Regions from separate parts of the Drosophila melanogaster genome. Here region 2 is linked to region 1. The links are chromatin contacts, called in public Hi-C maps. All regions are on one chromosome and are shown on one strand. The core of a region is the stretch at or near the end of the contact, and the rest is flanking DNA. Distances in the headings are between cores, read along the strand shown.

What was found. Hi-C and Micro-C count contacts between places; a contact is called where the count stands out from the background.
Region 2: a contact with region 1 is called in a Hi-C map of the Kc167 cell line, with 2.5 times the contacts expected there. The contact joins the promoter of AkhR here to the promoter of CG31637 in region 1. A contact is called at or near these places in 7 of 107 Hi-C or Micro-C datasets (the D17-c3 cell line, the Kc167 cell line, embryo and 3 more).

The regions. Positions count from the first base shown.
Region 1 is chr2L:6,496,103-6,501,370 of dm6, forward strand. CG31637 reads left to right here and starts at 2,545. Exons shown (of 4, transcript NM_135199.3): 1 at 2,545-3,717. The coding sequence starts at 2,774. It overlaps CG9550, which reads left to right and starts at 951. Exons shown (of 3, transcript NM_135198.2): 1 at 951-1,621; 2 at 1,684-1,860; 3 at 1,915-2,364. The coding sequence starts at 1,032. The coding sequence ends at 2,239. CG31638 reads left to right here. Exons shown (of 9, transcript NM_164692.3): 9 at 1-886.
Region 2 is chr2L:6,713,193-6,718,460 of dm6, forward strand. It overlaps AkhR (Adipokinetic hormone receptor), which reads right to left and starts at 2,994. Exons shown (of 7, transcript NM_205917.3): 1 at 2,834-2,994; 2 at 1,363-1,575; 3 at 383-655; 4 at 174-273; 5 at 1-36. The coding sequence starts at 1,499. It overlaps Aatf (Apoptosis antagonizing transcription factor), which reads left to right and starts at 4,433. Exons shown (of 2, transcript NM_135222.3): 1 at 4,433-5,268. The coding sequence starts at 4,519.

The DNA.
Region 1 (5,268 bases), core at 1,295-3,794:
GAGGGTAACAGCGACTAGGATAACCAGACAAAAGACATTTGAGAGACATTAATGGTATTAACCTTAAGTATTAATTCGCAAGTACTTTAAAGTTGGTTGGACAACAGTCCCAAATATAATGCGCATTCCTAGTTTATATTTGGGCCTTTTACCAACCGGTGCCCCAGTTTTTTTTATAAGCATAACTATTGCAGAACGATTGTTCATGAACAAATACTTACTTATAAACTAAGATATTCTTAATTTCGCGACTAATTCCAATCATCAGATCACCAGTTAGCCACTTTCATAACTTCAATATTCCAAGTAATTTAAGGATAACGTTTGAAACTCATCTAGCTGGCCATATTCTTATGAGCTTAACCCGCAGCTAAGACGGTTGTTAGGAGGATTTCTCCTTCACATCCTTGCATCCTCATCGGAAACCCTTGCCTTTACTAAAAATGAACAGACTTAATAACAGATATACCGACATATATACGTATTGAAGCATAATACAGGTTCGATGTTTGCGGAATAGCATTTAGTGCCAGAAATCTAAAGAAATTGTATGAGATTTAGGAAAGCATTGATAGAAATGCTGCTATTTATTAATCGACATTATTGGAAATTATACAAGTAATTCTCACTACATATTTCGATATTTTTGCAGTTGCCTAGTCCGAAATTCTTTTAGTTTTTCAAAAGTCTATCGATATTCAGCGGCATAGTTGATCTTTTACAAAAAAATATATATACACATTAAACAAATCGGAACTCAAAATATTTACGTATTATAACATAGCAATATTAGTATTTTAGTTATTGATAAATAACAATTTATTAACTATTAAAATTATATATAAAATACAAATGATATGCCAATAAAGGTAGCATGTTACAAGATAAACCCTTCTTGCAAATCCTGTCCTGCTTTTTGATCGTCTTCGTGGAAGCACAGTACCTTCTGTCAGATCTTCAAACTTCAATCGTTCAGACATTATACAAAATTGGAAGAGTGGGAAAATTGGAATAAACTTAAAATTTCAGTCATGGTTTCACTTTCGCGTACTTCAAAATTAACCGTCGCTTGCGTGGGCGTCTATACGACCTACGTACTCTTCATATTCTTCCTTTTGCCCATGCTGATGCCGGATCCGGTGACACTGCAACGTTCACTGGTCTCCTACAGCACCAGCCACTTGGGCGACATCAGAAACCTCACTCTGGATGCCGGCGGCCAGCCAATCCGCTCAATGCTGGTCACATTCCGGGGATCGGGTGCCCTCACCCTGCTGGACAACCTGGCCCATCAGCCGGGCTGCTATCAGCACTACGCTCCACTGATCGCCTACGAGAGCCGTTCCATTGCCGCGAAGGAGCACCATCGCGCCTTGGATGAACTGGCGGCGCTGTACAACTGCGACTACAACAAGTCTGCGGAAATGATCCAATGGGGAATGCGATCGCCGGTCTTTCGGCGCTTCTATGGCGCACAGGCCAAGATCTGTCGCTCTTACAGCCAGGAGGCGTGCTGGGATCCCGAGACCATGGCCGCCGTCTGCAAGCTGTACCCATTCATCAACATGGCGGTGTACAACTTGCGGCTGAATCTTTTGGCTTCCCTTCTGGAACGCAAAGAGTGAGTGGAGTGGTGGCAGCTATTGAAAATTAATCGTTTTACTTAAAATTCCACATTTCTAGCCTAAATCTGAACATCATGCTGCTTGTTCGCGATCCTCGGGGCACCATATATTCCCGAATGAATAACAAGTGGTGTTCGGATGAGAGGGATTGCGAGGCACAGGAACTTTGCGGCGACATGGTCAGTGATTATCAAATGGTCGAGACCCTCACCCAAGCCTATCCACAGCGTTTTAGGTAAGGTTTTGTGTAACTCTTATATATCTCTTTATTTATATGCCTATTTCACAGCATTATACGTTATGAGGACTTGTTCCTACAGCCCGATGAGAGTATCAAACAAGTATTCGACTTTTACGGATTGCCCTTGGAACGAAACAGGACCAGGATTCAGAAAATGCATCCGCGCAGTGGCTACTTTTTTCAGTCCTCCCGCTGGAAGGAGCTTTCCAGCCAGTCCGCCTTCGAGTGGATAAGCGAAATGATGGTGGACGATATTGGGGCTGTACAGGACGTGTGCGGTCAGGCAATGGATTTGTGGGGGTATCGCTCCATTCAGGACTTCAATCACTTTTCCCCGGAATCTTTCCAGCCAATTATGGACAAAGCCTATTAATTTCTGGGCAAATGTTAGGGGTGTAGTGGGCCAGGGGTTTGATATGAAAGCTTTATTTAAGGTATATTTCGAGGGGTTAAATATGTAAATTTGATCTATGCTCATCAGAACTTTTAAATGCTTTTAAAAAAATGTTTTTGAATCTGAATTAAAACTCTCCGAATTGGTTCGAGTCTGTGCTACATGGCCAGCCAGGTTTCACACCAAATGTAGTGACTAGTACACTGTGACTTCATGGAATATTTAGGATATAGTTGTTATACGCGACTTCACTGCTCGCCGCGGCATCTTTCCACCTGCCCGCAACGGTCACTTTGTTGTTGTCAATCGTTTCGTTCGCATCGCGTCGCGGAAAATCGAGATATAAATACGGAAAACAAAGATATAACTCCGACGCGGCGACTTCCGCAGCAAGCAACTGCAATGCGCTCGAGTTGAGGGCGCGCCGATAATTATGTGCGTGTGGGAGCGAGTGCGAGTATAGCACACAAGTGATCACCACCAGCAATTAGCAAGTGACCAACCGACCGACCAATGAGCACGGGCATTGGCAGCAGCAGCAGCAGCACGGAGGAGCAGCAGCACCTGGAACTGAGCGCGGACTTGGAGGCGTGCTCCCTGCTTGGCCCGCAGGACCCGTCGAACGTCGATACCGGCAGGACACGCGCTAAGCAGCGACTCAGCTTGAACGGAAAGCGGCGCCGCAGCCGGATGTCGCGCAGGGCCAATCTGATCGGCATCTGCGGCGTGAGCAGCCTGTGCATCCTGCTGCTGATCGCCACCACCCAGCACCGTCCGCTGACCACGCCGTTTAATCAGTCGGCTGGGCGGGATCAGGGCGCGTCCGTAGATGGCGGTCCATCCAATTCGCTGGCGCGCAGCGCCTTCTACGATCGCTTCCAGCAGCAATTGCAGCAGCAGCAGCAGTCGTCGCAGACGGCCGTCTACAATCTGACAGCTACTATAGTGGATGTCCTGTCGGCTCAACGGTCGCGCATCCTGGCCGAAATGGAGAACTTCGAGTATCCGCGCGGCGGCGCCGAGCGTCTGACGGACATGACGCCGGAGACGAACGGCACCCCGGTGCGCAGTGTGGTGGTCACCTCATGGCGCTCCGGCTCCACCTTCCTGGGTGACATTCTCAACTCGATACCGGGCAACTTCTATCACTATGAGCCGCTGCTCGACTTCGGCATCAAGCAGATCCGCGATCCTGACGATCAGGAGCTGGCCGTGCAGAACCTGAAGAACCTGCTCAACTGCGACTACGCCGACATGATCGACTATCTGAACTTCGGCAAGACGCACACCTATCTGTTCGAGCACAACACCCGACTGTGGGACGTCTGCCGGGAGTTCCCGCGCTTCTGCTGGCGTCCAGCCTTCCTCACGCGCTTCTGCCGCCTCTTCCCCATCCAGAGCATGAAGACCGTCCGCCTGCGACTCGCCCAGGCCGAAAAGCTGCTCGAGGACCAAAGGTGAGTGGGCCCAGACATCCGGGTAGAAAGTGAAAGCCAACTGGCATGCGATATGCAACGCATCTCAGGCGGATTGTTTATTCGGGGACCCTGGAGTGTGATGTCTTAGGAGAAAGCTCTTTACTGCATTGACTCGTGCCGAATTATTTGAAGTCTTTAAACATGCCACATGATTACCTACTTACCCGGAAGCGTGAATACTAATTAACTATCTAATAATCGAGGGAATCAACTTTTGTCTTAGTCTTTAGTCCTTCTTTTGCGTGTCACATCAGTTTCAATAAACGTAGTGACTTCATTATGAAATTATAGATTTATCAGTTTGCAACATACAGCAGCAAGTCTTTATCGTTATTGCTTTGTTAAATTCCCCATCCAGACTAAGTCAGTATTTCATTCAATAGCATCAGCAGTTTCTTTGCATCCCATTTTTATCTTTCGAGGCAGGCCAAGGCCCTCATTGGTGATAAGTTTCGAAAGGCAAATGCTTATAGTATTTTCTTAGTTTTGCCAGTTAAATTTCCTCGGCCAGTCAACTTATGCGTCTTATCTAATTGCTTATGTATTGTATATGAAAATGTTGTTTATTTTAAATTGAAAGTCTTCGTCTTTAGTCTTAGTTTATAAAGAAATATACAAACAGCAATCAATCTTGTATAAAAAAAGGTTCAATTGGCATTTTGGCCATTAGTTTCATTAATGCTTACTTTTCAACAATAGACTTTAAATTGTCTGTACTTTTTTATTATAAATTTTCAACTGCTATCACGTTATCGTTCTGGTTTGTTACCCTAATTACTTATTGGGCTTTCCGAAATTTTCAAACACGATAGTGATATGATACTGGGATAGGCTATGAAGGTTTGTTCAGAGTTATTTAGCGATTAAAAACTAGTTCTAAATTTCGGTATACTTTTTTCTTGAACTTACGAATTTGAAAGAACAATTAAAATAATTTTACAGAAGCCCAATACTATTTGTCAGCTATGAACACTCATTTATAAAGTGGGGATTACCATTTAAATTGTATTTCTTGGGAACCTTAACTGATAACGCTGTGATTAGAATCTGAGATACCGAATTTGTAATCGTTTCGCCTCCACTTTTTCGAGATTGTATTGTTATTGTATCACCTGAAATTCTCAGGGTGTTTACTTTCGACTGAGTGAAAACAGAGAGCAAATCCTTGGGCAATACAATCGATTTGAAATCTCGTTGGGGCATTCCCCCAAATGCCGCAAACAAAAGTTTCATTTACATAATTTCCCATTTAAAATGTAAGCCGGCCAACAACAGCAGCAGAAATCGATAAAATTAGTGTACAGCAATCTCTAGCTAAACAAACCAGCGACAACAAGTAAACAGAAAACGAAAATGTATTTGATTGATGTGGGGTTTCGGTTCCTTGCCCGCCAGAACCCAGTCCCCCAAACCCAATCCTGCTCCACTGGCTTTTGTGGTTTCGATTACATGCTCCGATCATTCCTTTTTGTAAGGACATTCTGGATATGTATTAGATTCGGCTTTTGTGTGGGCTGAGTTGTGTCAATG
Region 2 (5,268 bases), core at 1,744-4,243, 220 kb after region 1:
GACGGCGGGATGCTCCTCCAGATGGAAGAGAAAGGCCTGCCGGAGATGGGTGAGACAATTAAGTATCTCTCACTGGTAGAAAATAACTTATTTAAATAGCAGCCATTAAAAATAGTGCGTAAATTGAAGTAAATCTCAATCTCAGTGGTTGAGAACTGTTGTTGGTTACCCACCTGTGGAATGCTGCAGACGACTGATCCCAGCCAGGCGCAGGCCAGCATGATGCGTCCCCGGTTGTAGGACCGCTTGAGCGGCTTCAGTATGGCAAAGTATCTGATGGAGACAAGAGGAGCCAGTGGTGGTGAGAGGCCGTCGGCCAACGATTGACACTTCGAGCCACCTTATCTGGCTATCAATTTGGTCCATTAGCGACAGTACTCACCTGTCGAGCGATATGCAGACCATCACGTAGCTGGACAGATACAGGCCAAAGACGCGGAAAAAGCTCATCAGGCGGCACATCAGGTCCGTGGATAGCCACTGCACCGTCCAGGCCCACACGATCTCCATTGGCATCAGGAGCAGCGTCACCATTAGATCGGCGATGGCCAGATGCATTAGCATGATATCAATACGCAAGGGACCGCGCAGTCGCCGCTTGGTCAGCAGATACAGCACGGTGCTGTTGCCAATTGTTGAGATCACAAACAGTATGCTGATCCAAATGAAAGACCACCACATTAGGTACCGGGAACACGGCGGTGCAGGAGGAGAAGGTTCAGAAGCGATTAAATTGGTGAGTGGGAAATTAAAGAAGTTTTTTCCCGAAGGTGGGTGTCGGCGTGGGTGCCATTAAGTGGGTCAACGAAGTGCAGTTGGAAAGGTAAACTTGTTGAATGAATGAGGTAAATGAATCGTACTCAATTGGTATCTATTGCAGACAATCTGGGCAGACAAAATTGATGTCCCTTCGAAGTAGCCAAATAGGGTGAATTTGAATAAACAGTTTCAGAACCGGTCAATTATATTGTTAATTTCAGGCACCTTTGGCTGCTGTGCTAAATTAAGCACTTTCTACGCCTTGACTTACTGAGCGACTCACACTTAATCGATTAAACAAATCTCTGGCATTCTATAAATTGAACCCTGCAATGATCCGCAAAGTTCAAATTCCAAGTGAGAATGATTAATCTCAGACAGATAGCCAGACACCCGAGGAGAAACCAGCGATGATGACCCCAGTATGATTTATAGGTGTTTATAATTCAGGCAGCGACACCCACATCGCCATATGAATTGATTAGTTTAGACTTGTTAAAGATAGTAAAAGTCAAAGTTGATAAGCTGAATATACACCAATGAGAGACGTGGGCGGTGATCTTGACGACCAGGTTGTAAAATGCTGGTCGGAATTCCACTCACCTGTACACGGTGATGGACAATCGGTGGCCATCATTGAAGACCATATCCTTGGTCAGGTGAATGGTGCCATTGGTGTCGTTCACATTCGACCAATTACTTAGATCACGATGATCATTCTCCTCAGCTACTTTTGCCATTTTTTGGGACAAGCTAATAAATTGTATCTGAATGCAACTGCATCAAGGATTTGCCTCAAAGATAACGTCTTTTATTCTAAATCAAAAGATACAGATACAGATGGATGTTAAGATACTATTTCTTGTTTTCGTTTGAATGTTTCATAATTGATTTTTGTATGCATGTTAATTATTGAAGTTTAAACTGTGTGCTTTATCATTTGGGTTCGTTTTGGGGGCCCGTCATTAAATTATTGTGAAACGTGTGCGCTGCTTTTTGACTTTTCGAATGCTTTATTATTGGCGGCTCAGTCGAGATAATCCAATATTGAGAACACAAATAAACAAATATATTATTAATAATATTCCCTGACAGACAGTCACTCAATTAATCAAATCGATTGCACTCAGTTTGATAATGATAATGAACACTTTTTCGATTGCTTTGGATTTTAGGTTCAAGAACTTGTTTATTATGTTATTGGTATGATTATTTACGTTCTGTTTGCTTGTTTGTTGGCCCCTTTTTTTTCTATGTGCTAAAGCTGGCAATGACCTTGAACCAAATATTCCCGCGCGGCATTAACGCATTCAAGTTTCCGATTGATAATAAAAATTCCGTTTATGTTGAGCTGCCCGGCTCGGTGTGTTTTCTAGAATTGATATGTACATACATCTACATCGGTATAATAATTATAATGGGGAGCATCTTGCGCTCTCCGCTGGCTTATTAATCTGTTAATCAATTGCGCTCAATCGAACCGAAAGTTCACTCAATTGAACAGCAATAGCTGCAAAAAACTCGGACAACTCGTTCTCACATTAATCCTTCAGTCGAATTATTTTACGGGTTGTTTGTTTAGACGCGCCGCGTTTGATGCCTTTTGAACTTGGCATTTTAATGTGCTCAAACAAATGTGATTCCAAATAACTAAGTTTTCGAATCGAGCAAAATACGGTCCAAAACAATTCGATTTCGTTCTGAATAAACTGAATAAACTTTAAACTCGCAGAGGCCCAAGTTCACCTAGCCGAGTGCTGGAACCCCTCGAAGATTACAGGGAGATTCAACTAGATTGCTCTTACTAATCGATCGGCTTGTGTATATACTACCTATTGTAGGCGTAATCTTCGATTACGAGAACGCGTACGTGCTGTTTAAATCACTTTTCCTCTATATACAACTATTATATACGTTTCTTCATTCTGTTTTTCTTCCTTTTTTGCGATTTCCGTTTTGTTTTGCGTTTTCTAAACACGCGGCCACACCGTGTTTTGCTGTGTACTATACAGATATAGCTGATTTTAACCTGAGATTTTTGAATATATTTGAATAAATTCTATTTTGCACACACCTCCCAGCAGCGACGAAAATACACCGTTCACACTGCCCACCGCCCACGCGCGTAGTTATCGCTATCGACGATGCGAGAGCTTCTTAACGGCACACACGACTACGACTAACGGTACTCCAGATCCACACTCACACCGATCGACGAGCAGGAACTGACTGAACCGATTGCCTGCCTGGGATGCTGATGCCTCGTACTCGAGATCTCGGCAGCCACTGATAACACAGCTGGAAGATGAGCGCGACAAGTGGAAGCTTTTGCACTCCCGACCATTCAAATACCTGGTCCTCGGCCTCCTGTAGAAATCGTAGCCTACTTTTTGGACAAGGACTATACACCTGAATGCGTTTCTATGACTCTTATAGCTGCTCAAAGGATAGGAAAAGTAGAATTTATCTTTAGCTCTGAGCCCTCTTAATCTGTAAGATTCCAGTTTAAGGTACTTCCTTCGTCAGTGTTACAAAACGACTCACGATATTGGTATACCCCTAATTTCAAGTAGCAGGTATACAATGTTAGGTACATTGATAACAGCGGACGACCCCAATACACTTCACATGTGTGTGTGTGTTTTCAGGTCCCGCCCGCATAAATTTCACGATTATCAATGCGTGTACACGACTCAAAGTTCAAACGGTGGTCCGTCTGATCGCCAAATGTTTCGATTCCTTATCTGCCGCATGAGTCGCGTCTCAGCCGGCACAAGTGATCTACATGAATCTTCTTATAGGCCTCGTTCCGAGCTTTCCTCCTTTCCCAAAACTTTGCTCTCTGTATCCCACTCGTATGTCCTTTTTGTTTCGGATTTCGCACCTCTGATCCCGTCGAGTTTTCACTGGCATCTGCCAAGTCCACTGCCAAGGTTCACAATTTAACCTCATGCCGGCCGGACGATACGCAATTGGACAAAACGATTCATTAAATTTAATGAGCGTGCCGGGGCGGACAAAAGGATTTCAAGTTCACGTTCCGCGGCGCACATTTGTATGCTACGAAAGTGGCGTGAGCGCGGCCTTATCAAGATGCACCTGGCGCACCTGATAAGACGACGGTGGGGCGGCTCTAATGAGTGGTCGTGCAGAATGTGCACTAACTGAAATAAACGGCACATTCAAGGGCGCCGTTTAATTTCGTATTTGCGCTTGCACTCAACGCGGCTTAAATCAAATGCCCAAAAGTATGCAGTGACTTAATATCTGTAAGGTTTCCACCCATTTTTCATCCTTTATTTATATTTGTATGATTGAATACAAAACTTTTTTTGAATTTATAGCACTTATAGCACATTAGGATTCTTGATATTTCAGGGTATATATGAGAGTTCATTTACACAAGTTTGGGAATGCCGAATTAAAAAACAAAATCTATATTGAAGTTTTAAAAAGTTTTCTAAAATTCAATAAACATGGTGTTGGATAATTGTGGTGTTAGGAACAAATTAACACCGTTTTGTAATTAACAATTTTTGGGGAAATTCAATTTTAAAATGAAGTCATTTAAATTTTTAAATTTTTGATTTTACCGCATTCGACCAAACTTTGCGTAAGCGGTCACACTGCTCCGCTTAAAAGAAGTGTGAAAATATCGATATCATCGAAATGTGCATCGATGTTCATCCACCTCTAGCAATCAGTCCATGTGGTAAACTAGGTCTTTCGTTTTGAAATTATAAATGAAACTCTAGCAGTATGCTGCGCAAGTCAAAGAAACAGCCACAGACGGTGGCCGAGAAGGTCAGCAAGCTGCTTGCCCATCCGAACGAGAGCGACAGCGCAGAGGACTCGGACTTCGATGTGGCCACAGGGCCACGTCTGGTGGACTTCGAGGAGGAGGAGTACGACCTGCCGGATGCCCGGAGCACCGACTTTAGGAAGAGGAACGTCAAGCTGCTCTCGGAGCAGAGTGACCGCTACAAAGGAAAGATCAGCAGTCGCAAGGAGTTGGATGACGATGAGGATAAGGATGATGAACAAGAGGTGTCCTACGAAGAAAGCGATGAGGATGATGAGAACTTGACAAACTTTAAGCAGAAGTTAAATGCTGGAGGAGCTGAAGACTCCGAGGAGGAAACGGCTGCTGGACATTCCGAATCTGGTGAAGAAAGTGAGGAGATTGAGAGCAATTTGACAGACTTTAAAAAAAAGTTTGAGGCTGGAGATTTTAAGTATGATGATGATGAGGAGGAGGATGATGACTCTGAGGAAGAAGACCATAGCCAGGAAAGTGAAGGAGATGACGACGATTCAGAAGATGATGAAGCAGAAGACGACGCAATCAAACCCTCGGATGTAATGTCCAAAACCAACCATCAAGCTGAAATCCAAAAAGGACTTGCCGTCCAAAACCAGCTGCGCATCTGGGAGCGTCTTCTCGAGCTAAGGATCAACACCCAAAAGTTCACCAGCAAAGCGAATCAGCTTCCTGCACCGGAAACTCTA